5 separate regions of the Mus musculus genome follow, and all the other regions are linked to region 3. Evidence: chromatin contacts called from public HiCAR-type, HiChIP or PLAC-seq and promoter capture Hi-C data. All regions are on one chromosome and are shown on one strand. The core of a region is the stretch at or near the end of the contact, and the rest is flanking DNA. Distances in the headings are between cores, read along the strand shown. Region 1 holds the start of Slc25a43 (solute carrier family 25, member 43). Region 2 has its middle 16 kb from the start of Mdrl. Region 3 holds the start of Pgrmc1 (progesterone receptor membrane component 1). Region 4 overlaps Slc25a43 (solute carrier family 25, member 43). Region 5 holds the start of Mdrl (mitochondrial dynamic related lncRNA).

Region 1 (3,792 bases), core at 285-2,784, 150 kb before region 3:
CTAGCTGCTCCAAGGCCTGGGGTTTTACTTCCAGCCCTGGGAACAAAGTAAAAACAAAACAAAAAGTGTCTTGACCACCTCCTGCCTGTAGGCTGCATGTCTAATTCAGAGCTAAGGCCAGTCTTTAGAGCTGGCCCTGTGCCTAGCGAATGAGGAACTTACAGACCATCGTCCCCAATAGGGAAACAGACCCTCCCCTCAGAGCCGTCATCACTGACTTCCTTTTTTAGGCTTCCTTTCTAGCTCCCATGCAAACATCCTTGAGCTCTTTTTAAGGTCACTCCCTTGCATCTTTAGCTCTTATTCTCGCAGCAGTGGTTGATGTGGGAGAAGGTGAGAAACCGCCGCCGCAGGATGGCAGCTGGGAGTGGGGGAAACATTAGGCTGAGGAGACAAGTCCCTGCTGGAGAAAGGATGCTGCAGACCCTGTTGGATCCTAAAGCCAAGTTAGGCTGAGATTGGAGATGGGGATGGTGGACAGAACTCTTTTTGAGGCAAGAGACTGGTCCTTCTTCCTGTACTACCCACTTACTCCTTAGGACACTGGTCTCACTTTTTACACACCATCAAGAGTGTTCTCTCCTGCCGGGCGTGGTGGCGCACGCCTTTAATCCCAGCACTCCGGAGGCAGAGGCAGGCGGATTTCTGAGTTCGAGGCCAGCCTGGTCTACAGAGTGAGTTTCAGGATAGCCAGAGCTATACAGAGAAACCCTGTCTCAAGAAACAAACAAACAAACAAACAAAAAAAACAAACAAAAAAAAGAGAGCGTTCTCTCCTAAGCCAGAAAAGCAAACATTTTCAAGTTACTAGACGTTGGGAATGGATAGACCTTATCGCCATGGGAAGCCTTTTTGTTTCTTTACCCCCAGATATCATTTGCTAATTCTGCCTCCTCCCAGAAAGACTCAAGAGGTCACAAAACTGCAGTTCACAGGGCAAGAATCTCAAGAGCATGTGAAAAACTGCTACTGTACCCTAGGGGCCACACATATGGCCTTGTAGCCCCCTCCCAAGGCCAGCCTCCACCCCCACCCGACTCCCATCCGGTTTTACAGAGGAAGGGAAACTGAGACTTCTTAGGATTCATCAGGGTGGCAGCTTTGCCATTCCAGTCCGATCTCCCGACCCCTCCCACCGGGCTCTTACTTTCGGTAGGCGGCCAGCTGTACCATGCTGCAGGGGAAGAGGCGCAGGCAGGCCACGCCATTCCCTTTCCACAGGGCCCTTGGCCCCTCGGACAGCCACACCCGGCGTCCGGTGGCCCACAGCCCCAGGGAGTGGCTTTGCACCTTGCCGACTTGGGCCAGCACAGTGGCAAGCTCCAGGGGCGCGGTGAGGCTGAGGCTGAACGCCCCGGCCAGCCCCGCACACAGGAGCCGCTGGCTGCCGGTTAACCGGCCATCCCGTCTCCACGTAGCCATCCTGACCCAGGCCCGTGCCGGCCACCTCGTGGCTGGTGCCCTGGGCTCGCGGGGGCAGTTAGAGCAGTCCGGCCAGGCCCCGCCCGGCGTGGGGCGGACTTGGGAGATGAACTGGGGAAGTCAGGCTCACACCCGAGCAGCGCCTCAGGGATAGGGTGGGATCAAAGGCGACTCTCTCAGGTATCTGAGGCATGCTCAGTTAGTGTGTGTTTGCAATGCAATAGGCAAGACCGAGGCTTCCATTTCCTGTTCTTTCTGGGCCTAGCCAGCATCACGTTTTTCTTAGGTATTCCCTTAGGTACTTTGCTTCTTCTGGGTCCCTTTTCACATTCTATGTCATCCCCCTTCGCCTGTCTATCTTCTCTTCCATAGGCTTCTTTTATTTTAAATCCAGAGTGCAGAAAAGACAGACCTTGAATAACAACCTGCTGCTACCTAGTAGACAACTTGTTAGAGCCTCCTTTTCAGAGACTATAGGTGTGCTTAAGGCTTTGGAACCTTACCTGCCTTAGAATCCTTAGCTCTGCAGATGACATGTCATAGGAGGGTAGGGAAGTCGATTGCTCACTTTGTGTCCCAGTTGCTTCACCTGTACTATGAAGATGGTACTTTCGAGGATTAAATGAAAATTTAATAAATGAAAATTTAATTTATAAAGATGAAATGAATAGTGGCTGGAAGAAGTAACCAGTCTGTATGTGGTGCTTATGAGGGTATGACTAGCTGCTGCCGTAGAGAAGAGGAAACTAAGACACGGAGACACTTGCTCAAGCCTGAGTGTTCACTACCTCGCAGAATCGGGGTTCCTATGTAGGTCAATGTTAGACCTAATAAGGGCCACACCCAAGGATTGCATAGTGGCAGTAGTACATACATTCAGTGATTCTGTTAGGTAAGGGTTAGGACAATATAGGTAAAAAGGTGATAACTGTGGCTTTGCCAGAATCTAAGAAGGATTTAAAAATATTAACAACTTTCCAATTTTATTTCTGTTTTTTTTAAAGGGCTCAACAATGATAATTACAAGGAAAGAGACAGCTAGCAAACGCACTGTTAGCATAAGACATCCCAAATTTGCATCTTATTTTCTATATTGATTCTCATGTTGCTAATGGAACCTTTTCAAGCTAAGCACATCCATCCAATCTGGCACACACTAATTGTACATTTTCATGGGATACAATATGATATCAGAACACATGTCCCAGCAATTTCAGGTTCTTGGTGGCTCATCTCACTACTGAAAAAATGGGGGAGATGGCTCAGTAGGTAATGTGCTTGATAGGCAAGCAAGAGGACCTCTAGCATCCATGTAATAGTTGGGCACAGTGGTCCATGTCTTTCTGAAATAGTGAACTCCAGGTTTGGTAAGAGAACTTGCCTCAGAAATTAAGCTGGCAGTGTCAGAGGGATGGGGGAGAAGACTGGAAAGAGAAAATGACAGAATGAAACCAACTACTGTGCATGCTAATTTTAAATTTAGAATAAATAAGTAAAACCAATCCATTGAAAAAGAGTGGAGATAATGATCAAGGTAGACACTTGATCTTAACCTCTGGCCTCTGTATGTACAGGCATGTACAAGCTCGGTCTCCACCCTTCCCCTCTTTGCACACATATGCACCAAAATAAGTGAAGGGTTTATTTTATTTTGGCCAGAACTGAGCAGACAAAAATTCTGAATCCTCTCTGCTTTGCCCATGTTAGTGTTATGATTTATAAAAGGTGAAGCAACAGGCTGGAAATAATGCATATGTAAATTTAACACTGAGTCCAAGCTATTAGAAGCCAGAGAGACAAGTCTTTACTCGTGAGAGACCAGTTTATCCTCTGGTACCAGGGCTCCTGTGAGTGGCTTATCTTCACCCCAGCATAGATTTTCCCAGGGGGAAATTCTAATCCTTGGGGCTTCTGTTACATAGATACAATATAGAGTGAACAAATCAAGGTAATTAGCATACCCATCACTTTAAACATTTGCAATAATTTATTGTAGATTTCAAAATAATCCAAAAGAGGATTTTTGAGTGTTCCCAACACAGAGACAAAGAAGCCATTTTTAAAACAGGAACCATTTTAAACCTTGGAAGCTCTAGGCTAAGAAAGACAAGGTCTATTTCAACCTGAGTATTTTCTTTTTCTAGGCAGATACACGGAACATTAAAGCAACTAGCAGCAAAGCACGTATTTGATGCCTTCTGCTTTTTCTTGATAAGGTGCTGACAAGATGGGCTCTTATTTTCCGCAGCTAGTCTTGCACATCAGTTAAGCACTGGGCGGGGCAGGGTTTCCGCTGGGAGCACTTATTTGCATTAGGGAAGCCTTGCTCTGCTCTTGGCAGCTGGGGAATAGGCTTATTTGTCTTGTCCT
Region 2 (3,923 bases), core at 326-2,825, 240 kb before region 3:
CCAGCTCGTGTCTCTAGCTGCATATGAATCAAAAGATGGCCTAGTCGGCCATCAGTGGAAAGAGAGGCCCATTAGTTGTGCAAACTTTATCTGTCTCAGTACAGGGGAACGACAGGGCCAAGAAGTGGGATTGGGTGGGTGGGGGAATATGTGGGGGACTTTTGGAATAGCATTGGAAATGTAAATGTAAATACCCAATAAAGAAAAAATGAGGCACACATGTGGATGCTTAGCCATGCTTCAATCCTAGTGAATTTCTCATTACAACCACTTCTCCATAAGTAGGAATTTTCTCAGTGAAGTCTCGAATGACCATGTATATAAATCCTGTACAGACAGCGTACCTGGCTGTTGTCACTTTGATAGGTAATGAGCCACCTGCTACTTTCTATTTTGTCACGTAGTAATGCTTTTTTTTTCTTTGTAGCTTTATAATTAGTGTTCCTTTGTCATTTCCTGTGCATTGTATCTGCCTACCAATTAGGTTTAATCCTGACTCCTATAATGTTTATTCATCCCTCGTAGACAAGTGTTTATCTTCATTGTCAAGCCTGGGGTAGGTTTTTAAATCAGTTTATAATGTTTTAATCTGTACACAGGTTTTGTTGTCCATCAGCAAGGTTGCTGTCTTTACCATCAGTAATTATTGTAATCAGAATAACTGTCATAGGAGAGGGAGAGGAGACGCACTTCCTAGCATGCTTGCCCAGCAGGCACAAGGCCTTGGGGTTGATCCCTAGCAGCAAATAAAGAATGCTTGCTGGCCCATGCCTGTAATCCCCGCACTGGGGTGGAGGCAGGAGGATGAGAAGGTCAAGGCCATTCGTCAGACACAAAGCAAGTTTGAAACTAGTCTAGAATACGAGAGATCCTGTCTCAAGGAAAAATCTATAGTGATAGTTAATTTAATTCTTGTTCAGGAAATCCCTTAGGTAAAGATTTGGGGTTTTTAGAAACACAGACCCATAAATTGTCCTTGAAATAGTATAGACATTTCCTGGTACAAACTAATGAAATCTGAGAGACCCAAGACAAGAGAGCCTAGGAATTTGAACCGTTTGATTCAGCTAGAATGATATATTCTCTAGAGTCAACAGAAAAACCAATACCCCTTGGCAAACACATTGTGAGTCCCTGGTCAGCTCTCCTTCAGTATCCTGAAGCAGCCATTCCATTCTCCTCCCGCCAGCGCCCCTCAACCCTGAGCCTTTCAGCAGGAAGATTGTTTTCTGTTTTCTCAGAGCAGAATTCAGTCTAACAGTCTGAATGCCTCCGCCTCAGACCAACACCAGTGCAACAATACTCTCTTCCTCCCTGTGGTGGATGCTGAGATGCGCTTCCTTGCTGCTCTTAAGAGCTCTGCCTTGCGCTCTCAGGCCCCTGTGGGACTGCCTCCGCTGAGGAGGACCACTTTCCCAAGGGCACGGTTTCCTCGCGGTAGCCTGTATACAACCACCGGGCTGACTGAAGCCCAGTCTTCTAGTTTCGGAGCTTCGCAAAAGCTGGAGCCTGGGCCCTAGTCCCCTGGCTCCTTTAGGCCTGTCTCTATGCATCCTTTCCCACATGGTAATCCCCTGAGAACTCTCCGATAAACCCCCTGTGGCTGATATTACCCGAGAGTCTGTATGGGGATGGGATGGGGTGGGGTGGAGAGAGGACTCGGTAGTTAATACCACTTGCTGCTCCGGCAGAGGACCTGGGGTGGGGATTTTCAAGCCCCTACATAAAGGATAAACGATTTGCAATTCAGTTTTAGGATATCTATCGCCCTCTTCTGGCCCCCTCTGGTACTGCATACACCTGGTCCACAGACATGCTTGTAGGCAAAACATTGCGACAGGTAAAATAAAAATAAATAAAAGAAAGACACGTGCTCCTCAGTGAACTCCTTCTGCAGCCCAGGGGCAACATTCATCCATGTCGGATACAGGTCCCCCCACCTCTCCTCGGACTTTACCACTTGACTCCTCTCTTTCTGGCAACCCTTTCACGGGTCAAATTTGTCTTAGGTGTACAAATTTGAATAGATTTTCAGTAAAGTCCCCTTCTCACTTCTGCCATTTCCTCCTTTTTACTGGTTAACTATCCTTTTTGTTTGTTGACAGAAATGTGGTCTCAGTATGTAGTCCAGACTGACCTTATATTTACAAATGCTTCTTTCTGTCTCAGCCTCCCCTAGTGTTGGTACACTTGGAGTACCCCCCCCTTTACTTTCTAGTCCTTAACTGCCTGTGATCATCAAGGCTCTGTTCTTTGCCCTCTTTCCATTGATTGCATTCATAGGTGTGGCCTCAGCTACCCTCCCCTTGATATTAACACATAGGAAAGATGCCAAAATGGATATATATCTTCAGCTCAGGTTTTGCTGCTGCTTCCGAGTGAGACACTTTCATGTTCAAGTGACTATTTGTCATCTCCACTCCACTGACCCACAGGTGTTTCAACCCCACATAGCCACAGTAGCTTCCGTTATCCCTTGTCCCGGAATGTCTTCTTTGTTTCAGTGAATGCTACTACCTTACCTGGTACCCGCTTACTCAAGCCAGAGACCAGATTTCATTGGCATGATCCCTCCCTCTTATAACCGTCTTCCCCAAACCACCCTGTCCTGGTGGCTCTGCTTCTTTAAGGGCTCTCGGATTCCTGCATTTCTTCTTGCCTAATGTCCTAGTTAGGTTTCAAAGCCATGTGAGCCAGCAGCCTCCTCCTGCCTTAATCCTCTGCCCTGCCAGTATTTCTAGACCACATCGGCTACACTGCCACATCCAGAGAGGTGGTCCTCAACCTATGGGTCTCAGCCCCTTCTGGGTCAACCAACCCTTTCACAGGGCCACATATCAAATATCCTGCATATCATGTATTTCCATTATGATTCATAACAGTAGCAAAATTATGGTTATGAAGTAGCAATGAAAATGATTTTATAGTTGGGGTCGCCACAATATGAGGAGTTGTATTAAAGGGTTTCAGCATTAAACAGGTTGAGAACCACAGCTTTAAAGCAAGCAGTCTGGATCCTGGCAGTTCTCTGCTCAAAATGTCTCCAGTAGCTTCCTGCTGCCTTCAGAATGAAGTAGGGTTTCTATCTGTTGCCACCCCTCTCAAACCTACCTTACCTACCTGGCTTCACCACACCTGCCATTCTGCTATAATTCACTACTTGAAGTCATTCCAGGGCCTTCTTTGAACCTGCCCTCCCGCTTTGGGAAAATACCCTAAACCCTGCTGACTTTCCTTCCTCCACAGAGCCTTGAATGCCTTTCCCAACTTTCCAGACTCTCAGAAGCTAATTTAGACCCTTGCCCTGTCCCTCCTCTTCACAGACATCTAGTGAACTTAGCACTCCCTCCCTGGTACCTCTCAATTTGAATTCCTTGAAGCCAGCGGTTTCATGCCAGAACCCAGTACAGGGTTTGGCGTGCGCTTTATCACTCAAGTAAGTGCTTGTTGCATAAATGAGTCATTGAAGTATGAATGAGAAGGAAGGGGGGAGGGAGGGAACAAGGGCTGTGATGAGAGACGGAAGACAGATGCTCCTGTCTCACAATTTAGTGCTGCAGAAACATCCTGTCTATGGCCTGTGACAGACTTGCATGGTCCCAAATACTCTAAGGCAATCTGTTTTTGTCTCCAGCTGTGTGTGAGACTGTGCTCTGGCCCTCCTCCTCCCCCCTCTTCTTTTTATGCAGGAGATGGAACCCAGGGTTTCTGAATTGCTAGGCAAGTGCTTTGCTACTGAACTCTGCCTGTAACTTGTGCATATGATCTCTTCATTTCCCTCAACAGTGGAAAGAACTGGAGCAGGGCAGAGCTCTGGGACAGGCATGTCCTGCTCAGGGGCCATTTCTACAGACGGATATAACATGGTCTGGAATGAAGGGACACTTTTCTAAGTCACTGCAGCTTCTGCAACTGCTTTTCAA
Region 3 (3,861 bases), core at 119-2,618:
TGGAAAAGCCTCATTTCTGGGGAGTTGTCCATCTCTTGTTTTCCCCTTGGTTGGCTTTTCCTGAAATCCCCCCACCCATCGGGCTTCACAGCCTTACCCTATTGTTTCTCAGGACCCTTCCACTCCTCCCTCCCACCCCCGTTTCATTTCATTTTATTTTTTCCACCTCCCAGTCTCCCCACTCTATCATACACTAAATATGGTGTTTCTGACCATCTCACCATGTTACCATAGTCCACCACACACTGCTCTTAATGCATCCAACCAAGCTTGGTCGCTTATTCATCATCCAGCCTGAGTCCACCCCACTCTGCACGCACATACACATACCAAAGACATACCTAACACATGTCACATTCCAAGCGCCACCCCCCAGACAAACGGTGTACACCAAACACACATTCACTGCGCATGCACACAGTGTACACACACACACACACACACACACACACACACACACATTCTCCGCCAGGAACAATGCTGCTTTACCTGACACTAATCCCCTTCTCCACTTTCTCTCTTTACACACCCTTACATTCCACCATGGCTCCTCCGGCGTCATCGGCCTCCACGTCTTCTCAAGTGTCTGGGCCTCTCTGGAGACACCTTCATTTTTTCCCCTCAAATCCGAAGTCTCCCCCTCTTTTCAGGACCCCCGCCCCAAAGCCCACTACCTTCGAAAAGTTCCCTAATATCCCGGGGCTTCGGACCTCGCTGTCCCTCCCACCCGCGGTTTCCAAGGCTCAGCCTCATTCGGGCATCCCATCCCCCCGTACGCACCCCCACCCACCCAGAGCCTCGTGCCCCCGGCCCGCTCCCATTGCTGCCCGCCTTCCCTCCGACCCTCCCACGGGGGCGCCCCACCTCCCCCGGCCTCTCTCCCGCCCCGCTTCCACGCCAGGGTCCCCTCTTTTGTCTCCACGACCCCCTGGCCCTGCCTCCGTACCAGGCCCGTAGAACTTGCGGCCTTTGGTCACGTCGAACACCTTGCCGTTGATGGCCATGAGAATGCGCGGGTCCTGGACGCCATCGAAACGCCTCAGCTCGGCAGGGGTGAAGTCGCGCCGCTTGAGGCGGGGCAGCGGGGGTGGTTCGTCGTCGTCGTTGTCGCCACTGGCACCGGGCTGGTCCCCGCGAACGATCTTGTAGAGCAGGAAGATGCAGAGGCCCAGGAGGAGCAGGTTGAGAGGAGACGTGAAAATCTCGTGCAGCAGCCCGCCGCCCTCTAGCTCGCTCGGGTCGGCGCCAGTCGCCACCACATCCTCGGCAGCCATGATCTCTGGAGCAAAGGTTGGGCCCGGCTAGGCAGAGCTCCGGAACAGTCCGCTTCCTCCGCCCTCCCAGCGAACAGTGGCGCGCAGCGTTCTTTGACAGAGGAAGAAAAGCTCGGGAGGGGCGGGGCTCCGGGGGCGGAGCCTATAAGCCCCCGCCCTTCGCGGCCACCTAAGCGCCCCGCCCTGCTCGGGCTGGCTCGGGCAAGCTGGGCCTGGTTCGGCCTCTGCTTCGGGCCCCCTATGTAGCCTCGGGGGTCTTGGTCTTTCTCCCTCAACCGCTCCGTCAACCAGGGCCACCGAGCCCAGCCCACCTCTCTGTTCTACCTGCTGGGCCTCTGCCCCGGTTTCCGGGCACCCTCAGATCATAGTGCAGCTCGCAGACACACAGCTCAGTCTCTTGGGTACAGTGGGTAGCTTCCCGCTGACCCTGTGGGGAAGCCTTGACTTTAGGGCCCGCTCCTCGCGGCAAATGACGTCAGTTAAAATGAGGTCGCATTTCTCTTGCTTCGCTTCTATTTTAAAGCCCCTTATACTCTCTCCCCTGGGCCATACCCTTAGAGCCAGGTAGCTGTTTTGGGATACTCTAATATCATGCCTTCAACTCCTTTTCACCTTACAGTCCTAGACTATTCGAACATCCATTTTGGGATGGTTCGCCTCCAATTCTTGCCCAAAAGCTGTGGGACTAACACCCAAAGGACAGCCAGTCAGGTAACAGGCCTGTCAATTCTATAAAATCTGGAGCTCAGATCGCCAGATTTTGCGTTTGTTCTTAAAGTTTTTTTTTTTCTTTTTGAAATCATCAATTATGCTTAGTCACAAGGCACCAGTAATCAACAACTGACATTCTGTTGTTGAGCCTTTTTTTTCTATAGAAATACCAGAATAATGTTCAAAGTTCCGTTGCTTGACAGCATTCTTCTATTTGAAGTCTGTGGAAACTACCCTTGGCAGTCACTGTAACCCTGAGCACAGCCCCTGATAAACGCTGGAGTTTGGAAGGATCCTAGATTTTATCTTTTTAGATTCCCAGGCTTCTGGTGTGCAAACAGGCTGCACGGGAGCAGGCCTCTATGGAACAAGGATTGTGCCTATTTTTCAGAGACCTAATCTGGCTGCCCCCCCCCTTAAATTGTAATTGGGAAACGGTAACATAAGAAAAAGGAGAATAATTAAAACCAAGCCATGCACACATCTGCAGAGCAGGGCACGACTTTTCCATACAATCCTGTTTGTACACCACTTACATGCAAGAGATTTGTGCAGAGAATTGGCTAAATTCTGAAAACTTTTGGCAAACACTGCTGTAATCCCTGCCCCCCCCCATCTTCTTAAAGTGTAATGAGTCAAACACTCTTTATATCCAGCCCACACATTTTTTCCCCCAGAGCTAAATTTAGGATTAGCTAAACCGGCCCCTCCAGATCTTTTGTCAAAACTCTTCAACTTAATCATCATGAAACAAGCTCAAACTGAGAGCACTCAGCTCCGGTTAGAATCCAGTTATCCCTTTCACAGAGTACTGTGAGCAGCAAAGATATTTCTTAAAAAATAACAAACTTGTGAAAAATGTTTTCATTTGAAACTAATATGGCCAAAAAAAAAAAAAAAAAAAGGGGGCTGGTGAGATGGCTCAGCGGTTAAGAGTGCCGACTGCTCTTCCAAAGGTCATGAGTTCAAATCCCAGCAACCACATGGTGGCTCATAACCATCTGTAATGAAATCTGATGCCCTCTTCTGGTGTGTCTGAAGACAGCTACAGTGTACTTACATATAATAAATAAATAAATATTTAAAAAAAAAAAAAAAAAAAAAGAATCTATCTTTCAGTGTTCATGTTAACTGATAGGAAGATCGTTAAGAGGCTGAGGAAATGGCCTAGTGGGCAAAACACACTGGCATGCAAGTGGAAGACCAGCTTCACCATCCCCAGCACTCATATAAAAGCTATGAGGGTTTGGCAGCTAGCCTTTAATGCAGAGCTGGGGAGTGGGCAACAGGTTAACAGACTATCTTTTGCCCTGCTATCTAAGGGGGGGTGATTAAGGGATACACTATACTTCAACCTCTGCCATCCACACAAGCACACCCCCCCATACACACACATGCATACTCAAATACATACCACACTCACAGACCATGTGGCAAAGAAGAAAGAAACAAAAAAAGAAAGAAAAGAAAATCACAAGTGAAATCCTCTAGTCATAATGGAGAAAAATGAGGAAATATCAGTGGTGAATAAAAGCATATAAAATGTTCAGTTTTGTTAGTAATTAAGAAATACATGGAAATACCATTGTCATCTGCCACCTTTGTATAGGATGGGTATAAAGAGCAGAAACGAATAACATGCTGGTAGAAAAGTGAGGAGGATGTTCCCATACATCAACATCAGCATAAGTTTTTGTTAGCCATAAGTGTTTTCATGAAACCCGCTTCTAGAAATAGAATTTTTGTCCCAGTAATCCACTTCTAGGAATCCATCTTGCTTAGAATGAAGACCAAGATTCCATTAGGAATATGTTCATCAAACATTCATTTTTGATATGGAAACTCTGGACACAACCCAAATGTTCAAGTTCAAATA
Region 4 (3,837 bases), core at 1,058-3,557, 170 kb before region 3:
TAGGAGACAGTGTATTCTTAGAACAGTACACAAAAGTAGTACTAGGAAACAAGAAGAATTTTCTTTAGGTCAGCGTGCTGGGAAGAGGGCAGACTTGGGTGTTCTTACCTTCAGCTTGTATAGACACAAGAGCACAGACTCAGGGTTCACTCAGTGGCATGATTCAACTCTGTACTCAAAGGGAGGGCTCCTAAACTTGTTTTCAAAATTATTCATTTTAAAACAAGTATCAAGTGCCTGTTATGTGAGACTACATGTTTTAGGGATACACAAAAATATAACATATACTTCCCATGGGCCAAGAGCTTGCAATTTAGAGAAAAGAAACACATTTATAATATAAGGGATCTTGTGACATGCATAAAAGAGTTTTCTAGGGGCTGAGAGATGGCTCAGCAGTTAAGAGCACCGACGGCTCTTCCAGAGGTCCTGAGTTCAATTCCCAGCAACCAGATGGTGGCTCACAGCCATTTGTAATGCCCTCTTCTGATGTGTCTGAGGAGAGCAACGGTGTACTCACATACATAAAATAAATAAATAAATCTTTTTTTTTAAAGAGGGTTGGAGAGATGGCTCAGCAGTTAAGAGCACTGACTGCTCTTCCGAAGGTCCTGAGTTCAAATCCCATCAATCACATGGTGGCTCACAACCACCCATAATGAGATCTGACGCCCTCTTCTGGTCTGTCTAAAGACAGCAACAGTGTACTTATCTATAATAATAAATAAATCTTTTAAAAAAAGAAAAGAGCTTTCTAGGTTGAGTATCCTTTATCTAAAATGATTGGGATAAGAAGTACCTCAAATTTTGAATATTTCTTAATTTTGGAATACTTACATATAAAGAGAGATCTTTGAATGGGAGCAAAGTTTAAAGCATGGAATTCACTTATGTTTCATATATATTTTATTTTACAAAGCATGAAGGTAACTTTATGCTGTTTTATTAAATTTTTATTTTTATTATCATATATTCATATGCATGTGTATATGGTGTGTGTGTGTCTGTGTGATGGTACATGTGTGCTGGGTCTTATGTGTGGAGGTTAGAGGACATCTCAGATGTGGTCCTCAGTTCTGTCTTATTAGATACATAGCATCTCTGTTTACTGCTGTGCAGGTGAGGCCATCTGGGCCACGAGTTTCTGTGGATTCCTTTAATTCTGTCCCCTATCTCAAAAGAGGAGTGCTAGAATTTTAGAGTACACTACTGTCATGCCTAGCTTTATACAGGTTTGAGGAATTCAAACTGAAGCCCTTGTGCGTATGTAATAACCATCTCCCCCACCCCATCGACAGTCTTTCCAGCGTGTCTGTATTTGTTTGCAGTCCTTTACTTGAGATCAGTTGTGGAATCTTCCATCATGTGGATGCTCCAAGTTTCTGACTTTAGAGTATTTTGGTTTTCAGAGTTCCAGAGTAGGGATGCTCAAAACTAAGCAAACGAAGACACTGGCATTGAGGAGACTATTTCTGCTTGGGAAAATAAGATAGCTGCTACCAGGAGGTAGTTTTGGCAGGGAAGGGACAGCAGAGCAATGATGTTGAGATAAAAAAGGGTAAAAGAGGAAAAAATGCTATGGAAGAAAATTGTCAAAGTGAGAGGACCCACGGTGAGGCTAACAGCACCCTTTAAAAGGAGTTACTCACCCACAACTTTTGGGAATACAACGACTGTGCCCATAGACATGGGAGTAGAAGAGGGAGTCAGTGAAAAACAGCATCCACCTTTTCAGAGAAGGTACCCTATAGTTAATTTAGTTTCTTCTTCCCCAGGACTCCCTCTCCAGTGGGCTAGAGTGCCTGCATTGTGGTTCTCAAAGGCTTAAATAGCTGCCTTTATGCATTATCTGAAAATGTGTGCCTTATGGGTGGGAAAAGCCAGCAAACAAAAGCAACAGATACTACTACCAACGTAAGTTCAGTTGAACCTTTACAGAGACAGAAGTGATGCTTAGGCAGAGAGAGGTAGCTGCAGGAACAAAGGCCTGTTGACCAGAATATAAAATACGTTTGGTCTTCAGGGCTTGGGGGAGGGGAACTTCTTCACTATTGCAACTGGATGCTTCAATTGAACAGAGGCCAAAAGAAGGCATGTTGTGCTTTGCCCAGACAGTACTTTTTATTTGCAGCCTTAAAAAAAAAAAAAAAGAAAGAAAGATTTCACATCACAATCTGGATGTAAATTTAGGGGCTCCCTTGAAAACTGGGCTTGCATTTCTAAATGGCAACCATCCTTCTGAGAGGAGACTCTTGCAGTTTAGCTGCAGCCTCCACCAGCTCACTTCACTCTTTTCTGCTACGCATATTTAAATGCTAATCACATTCTGTGAGCAGAGAGTTTAGTTCTCCAGAATGCTTTCAAAAGGCACGATGGCTTAGAATGCATTTAAAGGCTTATTGTTTGGGGCTGAGTGCCCGTTATCTGGGTCTCCCTAGCTCTCCTGTCCATGCTGTTTCTGAATTCTTACAGACATTTGATTCTGCAACTCCCTATACAAAGGGCTTCTATACAGCACGCACAGTGAAGTCGGTGAGGGAAACATGCCAAGCTAATGGGCCGGCCTTTATTCTCTAAAGGTGATAGAGGAGCCACAGTGACAGGGCAAAAGAACATTTGTTCTGCAAGAAACCCATGGACTGAAGTGAGCTCTGATCCGGGAGGCAAACCTGCATGCATGGCCTTTGTCCCAGTTCCGTTGCTCAAAGATGGGCTTGTAATCTACAGTGCCTCAGTTTTCTCATCTCAATAGGCAAGATGGCTCAACAGGTAAAAGTGCTTGCTGCCAAGACTTGACGATCTGAGTTTAAGCTCCAGAACCTGCCCTGCGTGGCGGACAGAGATCTCTGACTCCCGTAAGTTGTCTGACTTCTTTCTGTATGTGCACTGTGACACACACACACACACACACACACACACACACACACACACACACAGGCACTCACACGCAGATATAGTAACAACAGTGCTTACTTTGTGAATTGTTGTAAGGATTGGATGACATAATGAACATCCACTTGGCCCGGTGCCTACTATATCTTCCCACTCAGTACTAATAGTCACGTTTAGAATCACTCATAGAGAACAGTATGTGCTGCACTATGAGCTGATAAGGACTTTGACTGGGAGTCAGGGCAATAAAAAAAAAAAAAAGGACCCATGTAGGAGACTTATGAATGCAGAAGCAAATGAACTTTGGGTTGGTTGGATGAAGGGACGGCAGAGGCAAGCCTAACTTCTGGATGCTTAGCTTGGCTATCTAGGACACTGATGGCCCAGAAAGGGAAAAGTCTAGAAAGACAGTTTTAGGGGAACATGGGTAACTTTGATAGACAGTGGGTTGGAAGTGATCGTGAAGATGTGCTACTCAGCGGTCCAAATCAGCAGGCTGTGAGAACCATGAGCTCAGGACTGAGGAGGGAGGCGGGGGTGAAGACATAGGATGGAGCATTAGAAGCCCCGAGTGGGTTAATGAAGTGACTGTGTATCTGCAAAGCTTGCTCAAGGTGGTATCCATTGCGGTCCGAGTGGAGGCTATTTGAGCAGGCTGGGGCCTCTGTTTATTCACTGACCATGTGTGTTCTGCTCACTGAGCTGTGCCACTTGGATACCACCTTTGTCCTTCATTTTATGCACTTTCAGTTCAAATGCTGACTTGGCCTAATCCTGCTTACCCTGTGAGTTGTGGTGGGGGCAAAGTCCACTGGGGTATAAATCAACAGGACGGCACATGGGTTTGTATTTGGTGAAATGGAGATAACTAATAGGAGCAACAGAGTGGAGGGAGGGTTCGTGGACCTCCTTCCTGATTCTTTCATAAGGCCTACCAGACTCCAG
Region 5 (3,631 bases), core at 51-2,550, 220 kb before region 3:
TGTAGATCAGGCTGGCCTCGAACTCAGAAATTTGCCTGCCTCTTCCTCCCAAGTGCTGGGATTAAAGGCATGCGCCACCACTGCCCGGCTATAATTATGTTTTTAAAAAAGATTTATTTATTATACATAAGTACACTGTAGCTGTTTTCAGAAACCACAGAAGAGGGCATCAAATCTCATTACAGATGGTTGAGAGGAGAGAGAGAGAGAGAGAGAGAAAGCAGGAATAGTGCCTTGCAGTCCAACCCTCGGGAGGTGGAACTGGAAGGATCAGAGGTTCAAGGTTATCTCCAGCTCTATAGTAAGTTTGAAGCCAAACTGGATTATGTGACACTGCCTCTGAAAAAGCAACAAGAACCAACCAACCAAACAAACAAACAAAAAAACACAAAAAAAAAAAACCCACACACATTCGTATATGGGCAATACAAATTGAACTCAGTGGGTTTTTTTTTTTAATTTTTTTTGTTTTTGTCCCTTTTAAAAAGGGAAAACATGAAAGTGGGCAGGGGCTGGGGCAGTGGGGATGGATCCAGGAGGAATTATTAGGCAGTGGGAGTGATTGTGATCAAACTGCATTTTATATATTGAGATCATTCAAATATTGTATTAAAAATTAATAGGATATAGTGGCACACTTGTGGGGCAGAGGCAATCAGATCTCTCTGAGTTCGAGGTGCGCCTAGTCCACAAAACGAGTTCCAGGATAGCCAGGGCTGTTACACAGAGAAACACTTGTCTTGAAAAAAAAAAGAGAGAGAGAGAGAAAGAAAGAAGGTAGGAACGAGGTGGGAGGTAAATCTGTGAGTAGTTAGGGGCTGAGTCTCAAAGAATTAATAAAACGATTACACTTTACAAAACAACACATATTGCATTTACTATATGCCGGGCACTCTTAAAGGCTTCCCAGTCTTTTGACTCATTCATTGCGTTCCTAGCTTGGTTCTTTAAAAAGGGTCCAGCTGTCAGTCCTCCACGCTTTACAGTCAAAGAAATGGAAACACAAAGAAACAAAGCGGCGTGCCCTACAGCACACCATTTGTAAGCGGTAGAGTCAGAATTCCTGCCTGGGGCGACTCTGGTCTCTTTTCTATACCATTCTGCTCTGCTGCCTCCTTGAGCTGATCAGCCAGTCAGAATAGGGCAGGCTGAGAGGCAGCTGCCTCTCCTCCCTTCTCCTTTCTTCCTTGGGCTCTTTACTAGGGATCAAGTGCAGAAAGCCAGCCCTTCCGCCTTGCCATAGTAGTGTGGGGGCGGGGTGAGGTGGGGAGTGAGAAAGGTGGGGGAGGGGAGGAGGGCAGCGAGAAGGGGAGGCAGTGCTGTCTGGGAAAGCTAGCCCTGGGAGGGGCTGAGGAAACCTGAGATAACAGCACTGGCTAAACTCCTGCGCTTTAATTTCCAACTGTGCGGAAGGAGTCCCTGTGGGTGAGAGTTACCCCAGTCTCTTCATCCGTCCTCTTAGGGAATCATCAACTACGGAAGAGCCAGGCCTAAGCTCTGCCTTAATACTCTGTACAGAGTAGGGAAGAGAACACGCGCATCTGGGCACTCTGAGCGCTATCCCGAAAGAGAATGAATTGTTTATATTAAGCAAGGACAGAGTGGTTTTATTTTATTCTGTGAATTTTAGTCTTGGGAAATCCTGACTGAACCTGAGCCCTGAATGCAGACACTTCTCCAAGACAGTTAGGTCACCTTTGTGGTTAGTCAATCAAGTGACTGTTTCAAAGGCACACATAGGTTCTGCACTCTGCTAGTCGCCCTGAATATAAACGTGAGTAAGGATGATTTCATCGGGTCTAAAATGCTGCATGTTTGTTTATGCATGGATGGCCTCCAAGGGGAATGAGGAGGGAGGGGCTGTCAGAATGTGGAGGTAACACAGATGGCCTGTGAGAGGTTGGGTACCAGCTTGGGAGGGAGAGTGATGACCTGGTACCTGCAAGTCAGTTATGCGTTGGGACTTTGGCACTGTAGGGTTATACATGTTGCCCGTGCAGGAATAAGTGATTCCTAGTGTTGTGTTTTATAAAAAAAGAAAAGGAAGCCAGGGATGTTTGGTAGAGGCGCGGTATGGTGCTGGGGAAGAGGGTGCCTCTGCGGGGGCCCATGCTGAGGCATCCCTTCCCCCACTGAGGGACCAATCACATGACGAGTATAGTATGGAATAGAGTTTATTTAGGGCATGGGAAGGGAGTAGAGACAGAGGGGGGGTGGGGGGAAGAGGAGTAGAGGCCGGCCATGAACACGTGGAGAGAGACAGGGAGAGGAATGGGGAGAGAAGGGGCAGAGAAGGGAGGGTACGATAGTGAGGAGGGAGCAAGCAGCCCCTTTTATAGTGAGTCAGGCATACCTGGCAACAGCCAGGTAACTGTGGGGCAGAGCCTAGACGAAATGTTAATACCCAGCTTCACGCACAAATAAATAAATGAAAATGAGGGAGAGATGCTTATGTAAATATGTAAGAAAGCTAGATGTTTTGTTTATTTCGTTCCCTCCTTCCTGTCTTCCTTTCTTCTATCTTAACTTACCTTTTCTTTCTTTTTATTCCTAAATAAGCACTTACTGTATCCCCAGCTTGTTTAAAACTCACAATGTAGAGCCGGGCGTGGTGGCGCACGCCTTTGATCCCAGCACTCGGGAGGCAGAGGCAGGCGGATTTCTGAGTTCGAGGCCAGCCTGGTCTACAGAGTGAGTTCCAGGACAGCCAGGGATATACAGAGAAACCTTGTCTCGAAAAACCAAAAAAAAAAAAAAAAAAAAAAAACCTCACAATGTAGTCGAAGCTGACCTTAAGCAAGTGGGAGTCCTTCTGCCTCAGCTTCCCAAAAGCATTGTTATGGTATTGGGGTGTTGGCAAGGGAGGAGACAGGGTATAGACTGAATTGACAGTTTCTCTTCCTGTCTTGAGCCAGAATGCTGGGTTTTAGCCAAGACAGTTATTTTCAAGTGTTTTTCGTTTTCCAAAATCTTAGGAAGGAAATGAAAGAAAGCTGCCTAAGGCAAAAGAGGTGTCTTTTCACTCACAAGTTTGGGCTTCTTTCCTTTATTACACTTATTTATTTTTATTTTGTATGTGTTTATGTGAGGGTGAGGGTGTGTCTGTGTGAGTGCTTATGTGCCATGACTTGTATGTTCTAGGAGTTGGCTCTCTTCTTCCATCCTGTAGGTCCTGGGCATCAAACAGGTTGTCAAGTTTAATCGCAAGTGATCTTAGCCACTGAAGCATCTCACGAGCTGGAGGTTTGAGTTTCTTACCCTGCCCTTCACCCTGTCCTGTGCAAAGGGTATGAAATGAATGTCTCAGAAGGAAAACGCCCTCTGTTAAAGATTCTACAGGCCTGGTGGACTGATTAGAAGTTCATGGTTGTGGAGTTGGGATGTTGCAGATACAGATGTCATGGACTATCATTAGCCTCCTTCAAAGCCATTCTTTGCCCGATTGTCTATCTGACTTAATCTCCATGTGACTACCATGTGAAAACTTTGGAAATGTACTGACAGACAACTAGCTTTCCCAAGCCAAAGGCTAAGGATACCATCTGATACCATGAGGCCTACAGCAGAGGTTAGCCTCAGTTTGCTGGAAACACCTGCCTGATGTTTCCACTAATGTATTGAAAGATTATGA

The links. Promoter capture Hi-C pulls out the DNA fragments that hold promoters and counts their contacts. HiCAR-type assays count read pairs that join an accessible place to other places. HiChIP or PLAC-seq counts read pairs in DNA pulled down with a chosen protein or histone mark.
Region 1: a contact with region 3 is called in an H3K4me3 HiChIP or PLAC-seq map of embryonic stem cells, with 19 read pairs. The contact joins the promoter of Slc25a43 here to the promoter of Pgrmc1 in region 3. A contact is called at or near these places in 10 of 39 promoter capture datasets (the 3T3-L1 cell line, the C10 cell line, cranial neural crest and 6 more), 2 of 484 Hi-C or Micro-C datasets (CD4 T cells and embryonic stem cells), 8 of 115 datasets of contacts at active chromatin or transcription factors (embryonic stem cells, large pre-B cells, memory CD8 T cells and 1 more) and 3 of 9 other capture datasets (adipose tissue, embryonic stem cells and pancreatic islet).
Region 2: a contact with region 3 is called in a HiCAR-type map of embryonic stem cells, with 3 times the contacts expected there. The contact joins the enhancer-like site here to the promoter of Pgrmc1 in region 3. A contact is called at or near these places in 9 of 39 promoter capture datasets (the 3T3-L1 cell line, cranial neural crest, embryonic stem cells and 4 more), 2 of 484 Hi-C or Micro-C datasets (embryonic somatosensory cortex and liver), 7 of 115 datasets of contacts at active chromatin or transcription factors (embryonic forebrain, embryonic stem cells, hepatocytes and 2 more) and 3 of 9 other capture datasets (embryonic stem cells, liver and pancreatic islet).
Region 4: a contact with region 3 is called in an H3K27ac HiChIP or PLAC-seq map of embryonic stem cells, with 3 times the contacts expected there. The contact joins the enhancer-like site here to the promoter of Pgrmc1 in region 3. A contact is called at or near these places in 8 of 39 promoter capture datasets (the C10 cell line, the HPC-7 cell line, cranial neural crest and 4 more), 1 of 484 Hi-C or Micro-C datasets (CD4 T cells) and 3 of 115 datasets of contacts at active chromatin or transcription factors (embryonic stem cells, large pre-B cells and stem cell-derived neural progenitor cells).
Region 5: a contact with region 3 is called in a promoter capture Hi-C map of pre-B cells, with 14 times the contacts expected there. The contact joins the promoter of Mdrl here to the promoter of Pgrmc1 in region 3. A contact is called at or near these places in 15 of 39 promoter capture datasets (the 3T3-L1 cell line, cranial neural crest, embryonic stem cells and 10 more), 5 of 484 Hi-C or Micro-C datasets (CD4 T cells, embryonic somatosensory cortex, granulocyte-monocyte progenitors and 1 more), 9 of 115 datasets of contacts at active chromatin or transcription factors (T-cell acute lymphoblastic leukemia, effector CD8 T cells, embryonic forebrain and 4 more) and 1 of 9 other capture datasets (liver).

The regions. Positions count from the first base shown.
Region 1 is chrX:36,741,374-36,745,165 of GRCm38.p6, reverse strand. It overlaps Slc25a43 (solute carrier family 25, member 43), which reads right to left and starts at 1,534. Exons shown (of 5, transcript NM_001085497.2): 1 at 1,148-1,534. The coding sequence starts at 1,422.
Region 2 is chrX:36,831,418-36,835,340 of GRCm38.p6, reverse strand. It overlaps a transcript of C330007P06Rik not described here. Among named protein-coding and RNA genes, the nearest start is that of Mdrl, 16 kb to the right of the region's middle. Within about 2 kb of position 1,575, at least 45 of the 459 cell types and tissues checked have an H3K27ac peak or open chromatin away from gene starts, as enhancers often do. A contact at or near this core is called in embryonic stem cells, where this site is marked.
Region 3 is chrX:36,595,700-36,599,560 of GRCm38.p6, reverse strand. Pgrmc1 (progesterone receptor membrane component 1) reads right to left here and starts at 1,368. Exons shown (of 3, transcript NM_016783.4): 1 at 947-1,368. The coding sequence starts at 1,274.
Region 4 is chrX:36,762,316-36,766,152 of GRCm38.p6, reverse strand. The region is part of intron 3 of Slc25a43 (solute carrier family 25, member 43); the gene reads right to left. Among named protein-coding and RNA genes, the nearest start is that of Gm23613, 12 kb to the left of the region's middle. Within about 2 kb of position 2,307, at least 36 of the 459 cell types and tissues checked have an H3K27ac peak or open chromatin away from gene starts, as enhancers often do. A contact at or near this core is called in embryonic stem cells, liver and stem cell-derived neural progenitor cells, where this site is marked.
Region 5 is chrX:36,814,869-36,818,499 of GRCm38.p6, reverse strand. Mdrl (mitochondrial dynamic related lncRNA) reads left to right here and starts at 1,300. Exons shown (of 2, transcript NR_131979.1): 1 at 1,300-1,774; 2 at 3,170-3,631.